Regions from separate parts of the Rattus norvegicus genome. Here all the other regions are linked to region 2. The links are chromatin contacts, called in public Hi-C maps. All regions are on one chromosome and are shown on one strand. The core of a region is the stretch at or near the end of the contact, and the rest is flanking DNA. Distances in the headings are between cores, read along the strand shown.

Evidence for each region. A called contact is a pair of places that touch in the nucleus more often than the background predicts.
Region 1: a Hi-C map of the Rat2 cell line shows a contact between it and region 2, with 2.5 times the contacts expected there. The contact joins the enhancer-like site here to the promoter of Snx18 in region 2. A contact is called at or near these places in 8 of 12 Hi-C or Micro-C datasets (the Rat2 cell line, Schwann cells, frontal cortex and 4 more).
Region 3: a Hi-C map of prefrontal cortex shows a contact between it and region 2, with 4 times the contacts expected there. The contact joins the enhancer-like site here to the promoter of Snx18 in region 2. A contact is called at or near these places in 3 of 12 Hi-C or Micro-C datasets (Schwann cells, frontal cortex and prefrontal cortex).
Region 4: a contact with region 2 is called in a Hi-C map of the A7r5 cell line, with 3 times the contacts expected there. The contact joins the enhancer-like site here to the promoter of Snx18 in region 2. A contact is called at or near these places in 3 of 12 Hi-C or Micro-C datasets (the A7r5 cell line, Schwann cells and mammary epithelial cells) and 1 of 1 datasets of contacts at active chromatin or transcription factors (oligodendrocytes).

What each region holds. Positions count from the first base shown.
Region 1 is chr2:46,807,124-46,810,206 of GRCr8, forward strand. It overlaps LOC134485842 (a long non-coding RNA gene), which reads left to right. Exons shown (of 2, transcript XR_010064095.1): 2 at 1-3,083. Among named protein-coding and RNA genes, the nearest start is that of Cspg4b, 140 kb to the left of the region's middle. Within about 2 kb of position 1,453, at least 2 of the 93 cell types and tissues checked have an H3K27ac peak or open chromatin away from gene starts, as enhancers often do.
Region 2 is chr2:46,989,994-46,992,838 of GRCr8, forward strand. It overlaps Snx18 (sorting nexin 18), which reads right to left and starts at 1,523. Exons shown (of 2, transcript NM_001107652.1): 1 at 1-1,523. The coding sequence starts at 1,357.
Region 3 is chr2:46,853,691-46,856,773 of GRCr8, forward strand. No RefSeq gene overlaps it. Among named protein-coding and RNA genes, the nearest start is that of Snx18, 140 kb to the right of the region's middle. Within about 2 kb of position 1,296, at least 3 of the 93 cell types and tissues checked have an H3K27ac peak or open chromatin away from gene starts, as enhancers often do. A contact at or near this core is called in prefrontal cortex, where this site is marked.
Region 4 is chr2:46,835,069-46,837,979 of GRCr8, forward strand. It overlaps the pseudogene Rpl32-ps16. Among named protein-coding and RNA genes, the nearest start is that of Snx18, 150 kb to the right of the region's middle. Within about 2 kb of position 1,628, at least 6 of the 93 cell types and tissues checked have an H3K27ac peak or open chromatin away from gene starts, as enhancers often do. A contact at or near this core is called in the A7r5 cell line, where this site is marked.

The DNA.
Region 1 (3,083 bases), core at 203-2,702, 180 kb before region 2:
TCCAAGGCCAAGGCCACTTGGGATCAGGATGGTCCCGGGTGCAATTGAGTCCCTGTTATTCTAGACTCCATCTTGAAGAAAGGAAAATGAGCATTAAGGACAACAATCCACCCCAAAGCTCACCCACAGAGTCCGGCAGGAACAACAGTTTAAGGGTGCTGTGCCTTGGGGGAGCCTCTTCCATGCAGCCCAGCTGCTAAGCAAGGGAAGTCTCGTGCAAAGAGATTATCATCTCTGCACATCTGGATTATTCTATGAGTCAGTGAAGGCCCATTATATAATGTTTCCTGAGCAATACCATCCATTCAGCATGTGATGGAGAAAGTTTCCTGTCTGAGCACATACTAGAGAGTAGACCGAAGGAAGAATGCAGTGTGGTACAGTCATCGCCTTTCAGGCCATCGGAGTGTGGTGGGAGAGCCATCTCAGGTGATTTTTCAAGGCTCCTTACCCACCACTTGTGTCGACAAGGTGAGCACCTACCCATCTTCCGGTTCTCAGTTACACCGGTGGAATTCCCATCCCCAACTGTTTGGTATAATGGGACTTTGAGCCTAGTAATAATTTTATACCTTGCTAAGTAAGTATTTGATGAATTCTCTTCTAGACTCTAAGATATTAGGCTAAGCATAGTATGATTCCCCTCATTCCCTTCCTTCCTTCCTTTTCTCTCTCCTCTGTCTTCCCCTCCCCTCCCTTCCCCTATTCTCTCTTCTTTTTCCTCTTTTCCCTCTCCTCTCCCCTGTCTTTCCTTTTCTCTCTGTCCCCTTTCTCTCCTTCTCTCCCTCTCTCCTTGCATCCTGGGCCCCACTGTCTTGCTCACATTTTATTTTCTGTACCTGTGCAGTAAAAGCCTGAGCACACGCCTCTCACGGTGTCGAGGACTGCCCCCACCCCCTGCCACAGCACATGTTTCCAAGTTTTGAAAACCTTGCCATGTACATTATCTGGCTGGCAAGCAAGCAGAAGGGCCCGAGAGATCCCACCCTCAGGATACAGCCCCAGCTGCTTTAAATAGAATCTGCTGTCAGAGGACAATTGCTGAACCAGCTTTGGGGGCCAAGTTCCAGTGCAGGATGTGAGCAATGGGGCCCTGCGTGATGTTTCCTGTGAAGCATGCCCACGTGGATTTTATACATCTCACACACATATAATGTGTGTTAACACATAGTGCATGTATAACACTTTAACCGTTTATATGTGTTTCACAAGACAGGAGTTAAGGAGGAAACTGGAAAAGTGCCAGTGAGGCCATACATTAGGAATCTGTCAGTCAGAGATGGTCAGGAAATAATAAGGAGCTCAAGTAAGTTAATGAGGAGGGGTAACAGTCAGCACTAAAATTGATTAAAAAAAATAATAATGGCTAGGGAGAAAATGGGGGAGAATTTTTTAAAGAAAAGTTGCCCACAAAAAAAGGTAACTGCAGAACAGCAATCTTTTAGGAGGTTAAGCGAGGGAGGGGTGAGCCATGCCTTCGTCACTCCCGTTATTCTGAACTGTTTGATTTGTGGGCATATTTAGGTTCCCGGTGAAAACACAAAACGGCACTCAGAGCATTCTCCAGCCTTATTTCATCTTGACACTCGTCATTATCACTAAGGAGCCAGGGATGTGGAAAGCCACTTAGGGACGTAAAGATAGAGGTTTTAAAGTGGAAAAGAATTAGGTCAGACGCCCGGCCCCCTCGCCTGCTTTTTCTCTGAACACTGGCCTTGCACAATATTAACTCTTTCTTTACTCCTCGGCAGGGACTCTACCACTGCTTGAGAGAAAGAGAGAGGGGAGTGGGGTGGAGGGATTTCAGGGTAGCTACAGGTCTCCTGGCCTCGGCCATTGGCCATTTGTTTTCTCATGGGGCTCTTCCTACACTCCCGCTCTCCCACATCTCACCTCCCTCTCCTCCCACCACACCACTCTCTCACGCCAAGGTGACATACTTTGAAGTCCTTTGTCGTATCAATATTTTCTGTGTGCAGTATAATTTGTGTGTGGACTGGGGCTACATGCACAAGATTCTAAGTATTCACAGGCATGAACTCTCCTCTCTGCAGATTTACCATGCTTGTGTCTGACTCTCCAAGATGCCGTGTAGTGCTCTGTATAATATATAGCAGACTGTCAATACATTTTATCTCAACTGTTAAGACCACACTATCTTAAACTACTTAGGGGCATATGTCTCCTGTTTTTCCTTCCCTTTCAGCATGTCATAGGAATTAAAAATACTGCACTGTTCCATCCAGTATAAACTTCGAAGGATTTTATAGAAATTCAAAATGCATGCTACATCCAATTTATGAGCTCATTAACTTAGCATGCACAGAGGAGACGGGGAAAGGAAACGAGCTGAAATAGAATGAAGCTTCCCCTGTCTGATTTTCATAAGAACTTTTCAAAATTCAAAATACATATCATGTATGAAAATATATAAGAATATTAAAATATGTTCATACAGTGTATCTCACTCTGTCCTTCAACACTTTGTGTGGTGAACCCTTCGTCCTGCCTTAAGAAGACAAGCCAGATAGGCAGTCAGTCTGTCACGGTCAGTTTGGTTGTACACTGAGCTTTTGCTTGGATCTTGACAAAGGAAGACTTTTGACCCCAGAAAAGACACTTTACCCTTCTTGGTCTTGATGTTCACATTTGGAAAAAGGGACTGAGCCTGGACGATGGCCAACATTTTCTAGCTTTCCTTACTACCTGTCTCCTGGGACCTCTAAACTCAAGAGCCTAAACTCTCAGGGAAAAGGATGTCCCAGTGGCCCATAAGGAGCTTGGACACTGTTCTGGAGCCTGTAGACAACCAGGACCCTGATTCCTAAGGATGGAGGGACAAGGAGTGTCCTTCATTGAGGAAATGCCAAACAAGAATCTTACACCGAGGTTCTTCCTGTAGGCTGCCCGAGGAAGGAAGGGGAGCCTCCTGTTGCCCCTCACCCTAGTGCATTGTGCTGACTCTCACTGCCTATCAGAACATTGTCTTCATTTCTCTGCAATGGGCCAACTCGAGCTTAGAAGGCAACTAACTGGGCAGTTCGATAGTAGATGCAGGAGGAAACCAGGCTGGCTGCAGAGCT
Region 2 (2,845 bases), core at 273-2,772:
TCTTGAAGCCAGTCACCTGCTTGCGCGCAAACTCGTTGGCAGTGTGGTTGAGCTGCAACGCGCTGTCATCCATCTTCTTGGTGAAGCATTTGAAGCCATCGATCTTGCTTTCCACCTCCTGCAGGTCCAGGGCGGCCGCAGGTGGTGTGCTCAGAGTGAGGAAGAAGTTGGCGCCCACCATCTCATCCTTCTCAGCCTTCCGCTTACCCTGTTTCCAGGCCTTCTCATCAGTGCTGCTGGGGCAGGTCAGGAAATGCTGGAAGACGTCGCACTGGGCCAGCACTGGGTGACTGGCCATGTGGTTCATCCACCAGATCAGACCCTTCCTGCGCTTGGAGATGAAGTCCTCCTCGAAGCGCCCGGTGGCCTGCTTCTCGGGCAGATGGGGCACCGAGATGACCGGGAATTTCTCCGCCAGGCGCGCATACAGCCAGTCGAAGTGCTTATAGCGCCTGTGCACGGGCACCTGGGTATGCGTGGGCACCAGCTTGTAAGAGATGTAGCTCTTCATACCCTTGAACTTGGTCTGCTTGGTGGGATCGTCGATGGTGCACTGGAAGGGGTAGGGGTTCTCCTGCCACTCGGGGCCGTAGGGACCCAGCACCACGCACAGCTTGTCCCCATCCTTCACGAAGCCTGACGCCTCTCCCAGCACGAACGCCTCCCCGCCCGACTTGACGAAGGTGGAGAACCGATTGAGGTTGCGGCTCACCGTGGCGGAGCTCTTGGCTCCAGACGCTTGATGCGGCGGGGGCGCTGAGACGCCACGGGAGCCCAGCGACAGGTCCGAGCGTGTGGACAAGCGGTAGCGGCCGGCCGCGCCGCCGCCCGCTGAGGACGAACCGTCGAGGTCCGGGTACGCACCGCTGCCCAACGCGCCTGGCTCGTCTGCCACTGTGGAGCTGTCGTCCCACTCGTCGTCCCAGTCATCGTCGCTGCCTAGGCTGGCCTGGTAAGCACCGTAGAGCTGCTGGGGCGACGGCTGCGGGGCGCCCCCGCCGTAGGTAAAGCCGGCGCCCGGCGACTGGAAGGAACCGGGCGACGCCTGCGGCTGCAGCAGCGGCTGGAAGGCAGCGGGCGGCGCGGCTGGCAGAGGCTCGAAGCCGCCGGGCGGCACGTTGGCGTAGCGGGCCGGAGCTCCTGGGCCGCCGTCGGCCGGAGGGCCAGGCTCCGGCGCACGGATAACCTGCACGTACGAAGCCGGGAAGAGGCCGCGGTCGCCGCGGCTGTTGATCCCTTCAAGCCAGCCCTCGATGTCCTGCTCGCTGCACAAGCTCAACACCTCGTGCTCCCGCAGGGAGATCTCACCGGGGTTCTCGGACCTAAAGTCGTAGAGCGCCCGGGCGCGTAGCGCCATGGTCTCGAGCCTGGCGCCCCGAGCCCGGGCCGGTCCGAGGGCCCCGCGGTCAGTACCCGCGCCCCTGAGCGCCGAAGGGAGCGAGCCTTGAGGGCAACGCACGGTCTGCTCCCCGTTCCGCTCGTAGCCTCCGTGCAGATCCGCTCTGCTCACCGCAGCGACTGCAGCTTGGGGCCACCGCCGGCCGGGGGCGGGGCCCGGGCCTCCCACGTCCCCAGAGGAGCTAATCCATTGCCGAGATCCGCGTGCCAGACAAGAGCAAGGGATGGCCGAGCAGCCGTGTGTGCGCCGACTGTGCGGCCGCAACTGCCCCCTTGTGGCGGCTATGGAAAAGGAGCGAACTTGAGTGACCACGTGGTGGGTGGGAGGATTTCCAGAAGTAAATTATCTGAAATTGTTTAGATCTTTACGTCATAAAATGGGGGGTGGGGGTTTTTGTTTGTTTGTTTTTTGTGTTTTACGAAAGTGTATTTGTATCTACAATAGCCCGCTGTTCCTTCTCTGACTGCTCAGAGTAAATGCTCCTAAAATGACCTTAACCCCTACGTGTAATAAAGGCTTTCACAAAGAAGATTAGCTGTTGCACTGATAAGTACGCCTTTGCTAGGGTTAATATGTAGTAACTCACAAGATACCCATCTTGTCACTGAAGGTACGGCTCCTTTCCTTCCTGTACTCTCTGATCTTGTTGACAAGGAGTGGAGACTGACCGGAACAAAGTTAGAGTTCGGGAAGAACCTTGTTTGACCAGAGGCAAGGGTGGTGCGGGGAGAAAGGAGCTGAGGAGTTACAAATGAGAGCTCCAGTTTCAGGGAGCCAGGCTGTGTTCTGGCACTGATAGGCTGTATGTCCTTGAGCGAGTCATTTGCACTGTCCTTCCATCCCAAAGTTTGTGGATTCTGTGATAATGTCATTCTTATCTTACAGGCGAAGGAAGTAAAACGCTACTGTACTGAGTAAGCACCGTTCAGTTGTTTGCCATTGCTGTTACTTGGGGAGACACAATCTCTGGCCTCTCTCCTAAAGAGAAACAAGGGTCCTTAGAACTGCAGTTATAGGTGTGGTACACCACAGGGACAGCCCCCATGCTCACAACTTTACACTTCTCCTCGGTCATTGAGGAGGCCTCACTATTTCAATAAATTTGTGTTAAGTAGATCAAAACTGAGAGTTTAACCAACACCAGCATCCTGGGCTTGCCTTGTTTCCGTATATTTTCCTTCAATATGTAATTTGCCCAATGCTTGTTTTCCCGTGCTCTCCTTACTGAGTCTAGCCTAATCCTTTGAAGATACCTCTAACTGCAGTTCTATGGTCACGTGTCATCAATTTCATCCTGCTCTCTGACCCCTTCTATGACAATCTGGCAATCAGACCAGAAGAATATTTCATTGCACTATCCTAAGCACTGTGGTTATCAAAGCATCCTGTTCAAAGCCACTAACCAAGGTACACCACACTGCATCCTAACGCAAAACCTTAACTCAT
Region 3 (3,083 bases), core at 46-2,545, 140 kb before region 2:
TGGAGTCAAGAGTTGGTGGTCTAGACATACCCACATCTAAATTTAATAATTGCTGGGGGGCAAATGGAATTCGGATAGAATGAGTCCACTGTGAAGAAGAAGAATAGACACTTTCCAGCCTTTGTCCGACGGGTCAATATGGAGACACTCTGGTTGAATGGATTCCTTAACGCACCTCCAGGGAAGCCTGAGACTGGAACAGCTCGAAAACCACTGTGATAAATGAGTCCCAGTGAGTACTGTTCAGCAGAGGGCTGCTCCTACAAATCTGGTGCTGTCCAGTGTTCCCAGGTTTCTCCTGGTGCAATCTCTGGCCAATCTCAAAGACACTGGGCTCTGCCAGTCTTCCCTCTGTTTTCATGGACAGCCTTCCATGTCTTATCTTTCCATATCCCCTCACTTGTCTCCCTACTGCTGGTCTCTGTCACTTCCAGTATGTGCTGAACATAGAAAACAGAGTAACCATTCTCCTAAACACTTTTGTAATACTCCCTTGCTTAAGAGTCCACAGAAATACCAGATCATCACTGCTTTATTCATGCTTCCCCTTGCTACACCCCAGCCTTCTACAATCTCTGTTGCAATTCGCACGACCTCTCTCACCTTCTGCCTTACGCAGACTGACCATTGTCTTGACAACTCTCGGTACATCCTGCCCTCCCAACTTTTGTCACCCGATGACCCCTACTACTTTTCCTTATACATCACTTCCTTGAAAAGTAGACAGATCCACGTCTACATCTTGTGCAAGCTTACATCACTCCATGGCTTCTCTATCAAAGGGAATATAATGACCATAATTTTAAGGGCTTTCTTACTATCTCAGTCTCTTCCAAATGTAAACAAGGATGGGTTTAGCCACAGAATTTACCCTTATATTCCCAACTCAGGTATTGTTACATTATAATTTATTTAATGGGTGAATGAACTCAACATAAATATTTACTGAATAGATAAATGAATGAGTGAATTCATTGATAGAATAATTGACAAGTAGCAGAGTGTAAGAGTATATGGTTCTTTTTGGCATCCCATCAGGGGATCATTCCTTTGTGACTCCCATGAATGGGGGCCCCAAGTGAATGTAACTCTCATCTTTTTCCTAAATGGGATACCCAACACAGGAATGATGAACTTTTTGGAAATGAGGTACTCTCTGGAGAAAGGATGGTGTTGCAATTCTATATTGAAGAAAGGATTTAGGCTACAATTTCCCTCATAGCTGTTAGTGCTAGGAGACAAAACCCTGACAGCAGGAAAATGGCTATCTACCTCTTGTAGCCAACGGTGTGGATATGTAGGTGGCGGCAAATCTTAGCTTTATTTTGCTGTTTGGAATCTGCTATTCTATTGAGCAAGGACTTGCTAAGAGTCTCAGAAATTGCACAGTCATGCCTGAAACTTAGTTCTTGCTGCTACCAACCCCAGATTTCCTTGCTGTTCTCAGAAAGCCCATTGCTAACTCAACATAATGCACACAGAGCTTCCTTTCCAGCTCACATGGTGGCCTTTGATGCTGGGAAAGCAAGAGGCCAAGGCCAGAGCACTTCCTCCTGACTCAAATTTCTAGCCCAGCAAAGTCCCATGTGCAGTGGGCGGGGTGTGAGTGAGGCAAGGGTCAGAACAGGCAAATCCAGGGGAAACAACAAGAAATTCATCCTACACATGTCATGTCCTTTTTCTCCTCAGACTTTTTTTTTTTTTTTTTTTTTTGCGACTCTTAGGGGAGGTGACTACAAGTATATAAGTACTCAACAAAAGCAGAATGAGAATCAGAGGTCCACCTTCCACCATAGTCTTATTGTAAAGGATGAAAGGTCCTCATCTGTCCAAACTACTTGTACCGCCTCATCATTGTGATCTCATCATGGATGTGGAAATGTGGAAGGAAGGTCATGACTGAGAGGCCAGCAAGGGAACAGGTCACCAAAGCCAGTCTGGTCTCATAATCACCCTTAAAACAGGAATGCTACAAGCTCCATTTCACCCAAACAGTGAAACAGCAGAACCTCATGATAGCAAGAACAGCGACGACAAAGCTCATTTGCATGGTGGGAATCACATGCCTGGGAAACTGAATGCCTTATGGCTCACCCTAACCGCTCAAGAGTGAACATCACCGATCAGTAATATGGTGGGAATTATGTGCTGAGCTACTGCAAGGGAAGTGGCTCGCCCTAGACCAGTGATACTCTACCCTCATACCATACACAGGCATGTCTTTCTTTTATTGCCATGCCTGCTGCTCTCTTTGGGGTGCCCTAAATAAACTTGTTCTCTATCTTCTCTGGTTTGAAGACATAATTCTTTTATCTACTCTCAAATCTCCCATCCCAAGAAGCTGCGAAGGCCTTTAAACACCCCTTTAACTTGAAATCCAGGGTCACATGCTGCACCAAGGCTCCCATACACAACAGTCCTTTAACCAAGGGTTTATTGTCAAGACGCTGATTTGCAAATGGGAGAATCAAAGCTACTTTTTATTTTCTTAACTGAGTTATTAGAAATGTTGAGTTATCTCTGGGAGTCTTTTCCAATCACTTCAGCTGTGCGAACTTAGCAGGTTCTGGTTAGCTCCTCTGCTTAGCTTCATGGCTAGGAGCCATGAAACCAGATAGATACTGCTGCTGGCCATGGGTATTCATACTGAAGATTCCTCTGGAAGCCCAGCTCTTTCACTGCTAATGTCCGTGAGTCAAGAAGAGATGAATATTTATTAAATAGCTAATCAAATTCACCACGCAACCAACACACTAGGACATTGGGCTCTTTTCTTATTTCCTTTTTCGTTCATCTATTTGCTCTCAGGGATGAAGAAGCTTACACTCTAGGGGGACGAACAAAAACTTACAATATTGGAGAATGTATATTTAAGAGGCATCTGTTGAAGTTGTCAAAGAAAAGAAAGGAAAGTCACAGCAGTAGTTCAGGTTACTTCAAAGATCAAGCAGACCTCAAGCACATCCTCAGTGTTGAACACATGCACTGGCCTACAGACCTGTGCATGCTCAGAGGCGAACTGATCTTTGGACTGGGACAGATCTCAGTTTTCTGCAACATTCTGCTTGCATCTGTTATCCTCC
Region 4 (2,911 bases), core at 378-2,877, 150 kb before region 2:
GGAAAGAGAAGAAGATAAAAGGTCCTAATGATCTGAGAACTCTGCCCTAAAACCCCAACTGAGAAACAAGTACTGGGAATGAGCCTGGTCAGAGGCTGTAATGTAGGCCAGTCTGCCAGAGAGGACCTGTACTGGCCAAGGGTGTACAACATCTTTAGGGTCTTGCCTGTCTTCGATGATCATATTCACACCCTGAAAGGAACAGCAACGTAACACCAAGCAAGGCCTATGAAGCCTGGGTGGGCTTCATAGCATGAAGTCATATGAGTCATAGCAGAGAGGAGACTGACTCTGGGTCTGAGGTTGCCAGGCTGTGACTCTGTCTTCCAAGGCTGGCTCTATAGCAGAATCATTGTCTGTATGGATTCTGCCATGTTCCCTGTTGCAAAGCAGTGCTGATGGACTATCACTTGAGAAGGTCATGGGAGGCTCCTGAACTGTGTGAATTTGCTTAAAGACAGAGCTGAAGAAGGCTTATGTACTATTCTATTTCCATCTTGAGACAACCATAGCAGGCATGAGGACACAGTGCAGTAGGGGTGCTTGTCCGGCACGCTCATGGCCAGCACCACATAAAACAGGATGGTACGTACCTGTGATCCCAGCACTGGGAGGCAGAAGAGGAGGATTGAGAAGTCAGGATCATCCTTAACTACACATTGTTTGAAACAGGCAAACTTAAAACATAATAACTATAATTATCTAGTATTATCCAGGTCCTTTCCCTTAATGGTGTTTTAGGGTCAGGAGGGACTGAGTCAACCTTCTCCATTCCTTTCTGACCATTAGTTTTATTATCTTTTCTTTACTGTCCAATATTTCTCTTCTGGTCTCATCCAGGTTCACTGAACTTGATCTCCTCCCAAAGCTGTAACCTTGGCTAACCCTCCTCATCGTGAGTTTTTTTTCCCTTCCAAGCTCCCATTAGTTTTATTGGTTGGGCATTCTCATGAGGGTCTATTTTCTCCTTGAACTGGATCCTCCTTCAGTTTTAGGGTCACACAGTTTCTCCTCATTTGCCTCATGTTGCTCTGACCAGTGGTTCTCTCTGCTTTGGGAACATCACTTCCCTGGGAGCACTGACTTAAATGGCAGCTCTTCTGTGATCCTCCCTCTCCTCCTCTGGCAATTTCTTATAGGATCGTCAGCTCAGTGGTTTCTAAGGCAGCCTCTGCAAACCTGACTGAGTAGCTGGGCAGTGAGGGTTCTGTTGTAGGCTTTCAAGTCCTCTGAGTTTCCTTATTTCCCATGAGTGATAAATTATTTTCTCCTGGTTTGTGTTATAGAATCAGTGTTCCATGTCCACGCTCACATGGATGGGGTGATACTTTTACTATTCATCCAAATATAGCCAATACGTTACTTTCTGTTTGTACTCACACACATCCATGAAAGCTTACGTGCTTGTCTGTCTTGTTCTGTGCCAAGTTTCCTTTCCTTCTAATTCCTCATGGATCTAGGCGGTATCAGCAAGAAACCAGGACCAAGAGAGAGAAAAAGGAGACCAACTATGAGACATCAGAATGGTGAGCCAAGATTGTCATGACAAATCACACGGACTTGATATGCCCATCAAACCACAACAAGCAGAAGCTTGGCAGTCTGAGGAAGCTCTGAGTAATGTGTGGTGAGCTGGGATGTGGGTACATGGACAGACGAAAGAGGCCAACAACTGAAGTGAAAGCCCAGAAGCAGCCTTCTAAGGCCACACCTCCATTCCCACCAGAAGTGCACTGAGTCTGAGTGTCTCTCAGAGACTTCCAACCTAACTAGTACCTCATTCTCACACTCAGCCATCTCCCCCACCCCCACATTCTTCAAACATCAGCCACTTCCGAGCCTTTCAAGTTGGAACTCTCTTAGGTGACCTTTGACCCCCCCACACCCATTACTCATAGTGAATGAATCTTCTTTTCATTAAGTCAATGGTAAAGATGTCTCTGCTCCATGATCAGTCCTCTGCTTGATTTAAGACCTCACAGCATTCACTCACTATGCCACTGCCACTTCTTAACCAGGAGCACAGTGGTGTCCTTTTCCCCACAGATAGCCTGCACATTGCCTCTAGAGGTGTTCCTAGCTCTTATTTTCATGAACTACCTCAAGAAACAAGGAAATATACAAAATAACACTATATTCACATATATACCATATAGACTGCTTCAGAAAAAATAAGGACATTATATGGTATGACAAAATGTCAAAAAACAAAGAAGTACACCATTGAAGTCTCCTTTTCTTTTTAAAGATCTATTTATTTTATGTGAACACACTATAGCTGCCTTCAGATACACCAGAAGAGGGCATCAGATCCCATTACAGATGGTTGTGAGCCACCATGTGGTTGCTGGGAATTGAACTCAGGACCTCTGGAAGAGCAGTTGGTGCTCTTAACCACTGAGCCATCTCTCCAGCATTACTGAAGCCTCCTATGACTCACCACATCTCCCTATGGAGGCTTCTTTATCTTGAATTTGATGCTCATCTTTCCAAAGAAACTTGTCCTGAACACATGTATCAAAAACAGTGACATCTTCTTGAGATTTATACCTAAAAATATTAAATCTATGTAGCTCGGTTTTCCTTGACTGTAACTGCTGTAGAAGCTCGCATCGTAGGAACATACCATGGTTTACTTCAATATTCTTCATTTAAGTCAATCCCAGTTTTTCAGTTTTGAGTGTGAGCTGTTTCCGAAATCTATCCTTTGATGTGTATGAGAATCTTCAAGGGATAAACTGGATAAAATTGAAAAGTTTGAAAGTAGGCATATATTTACATGAAGTTTTCTCCAAATGTCTTCTACAAAATTAACCAACCTCTACACCAACATCTTCATTCTCCAAAGTAACCAATGAAAAAGTCTAAAAGCCCCAAGAGTTAGAAATATGGTAACCCAGGATCTCATAGT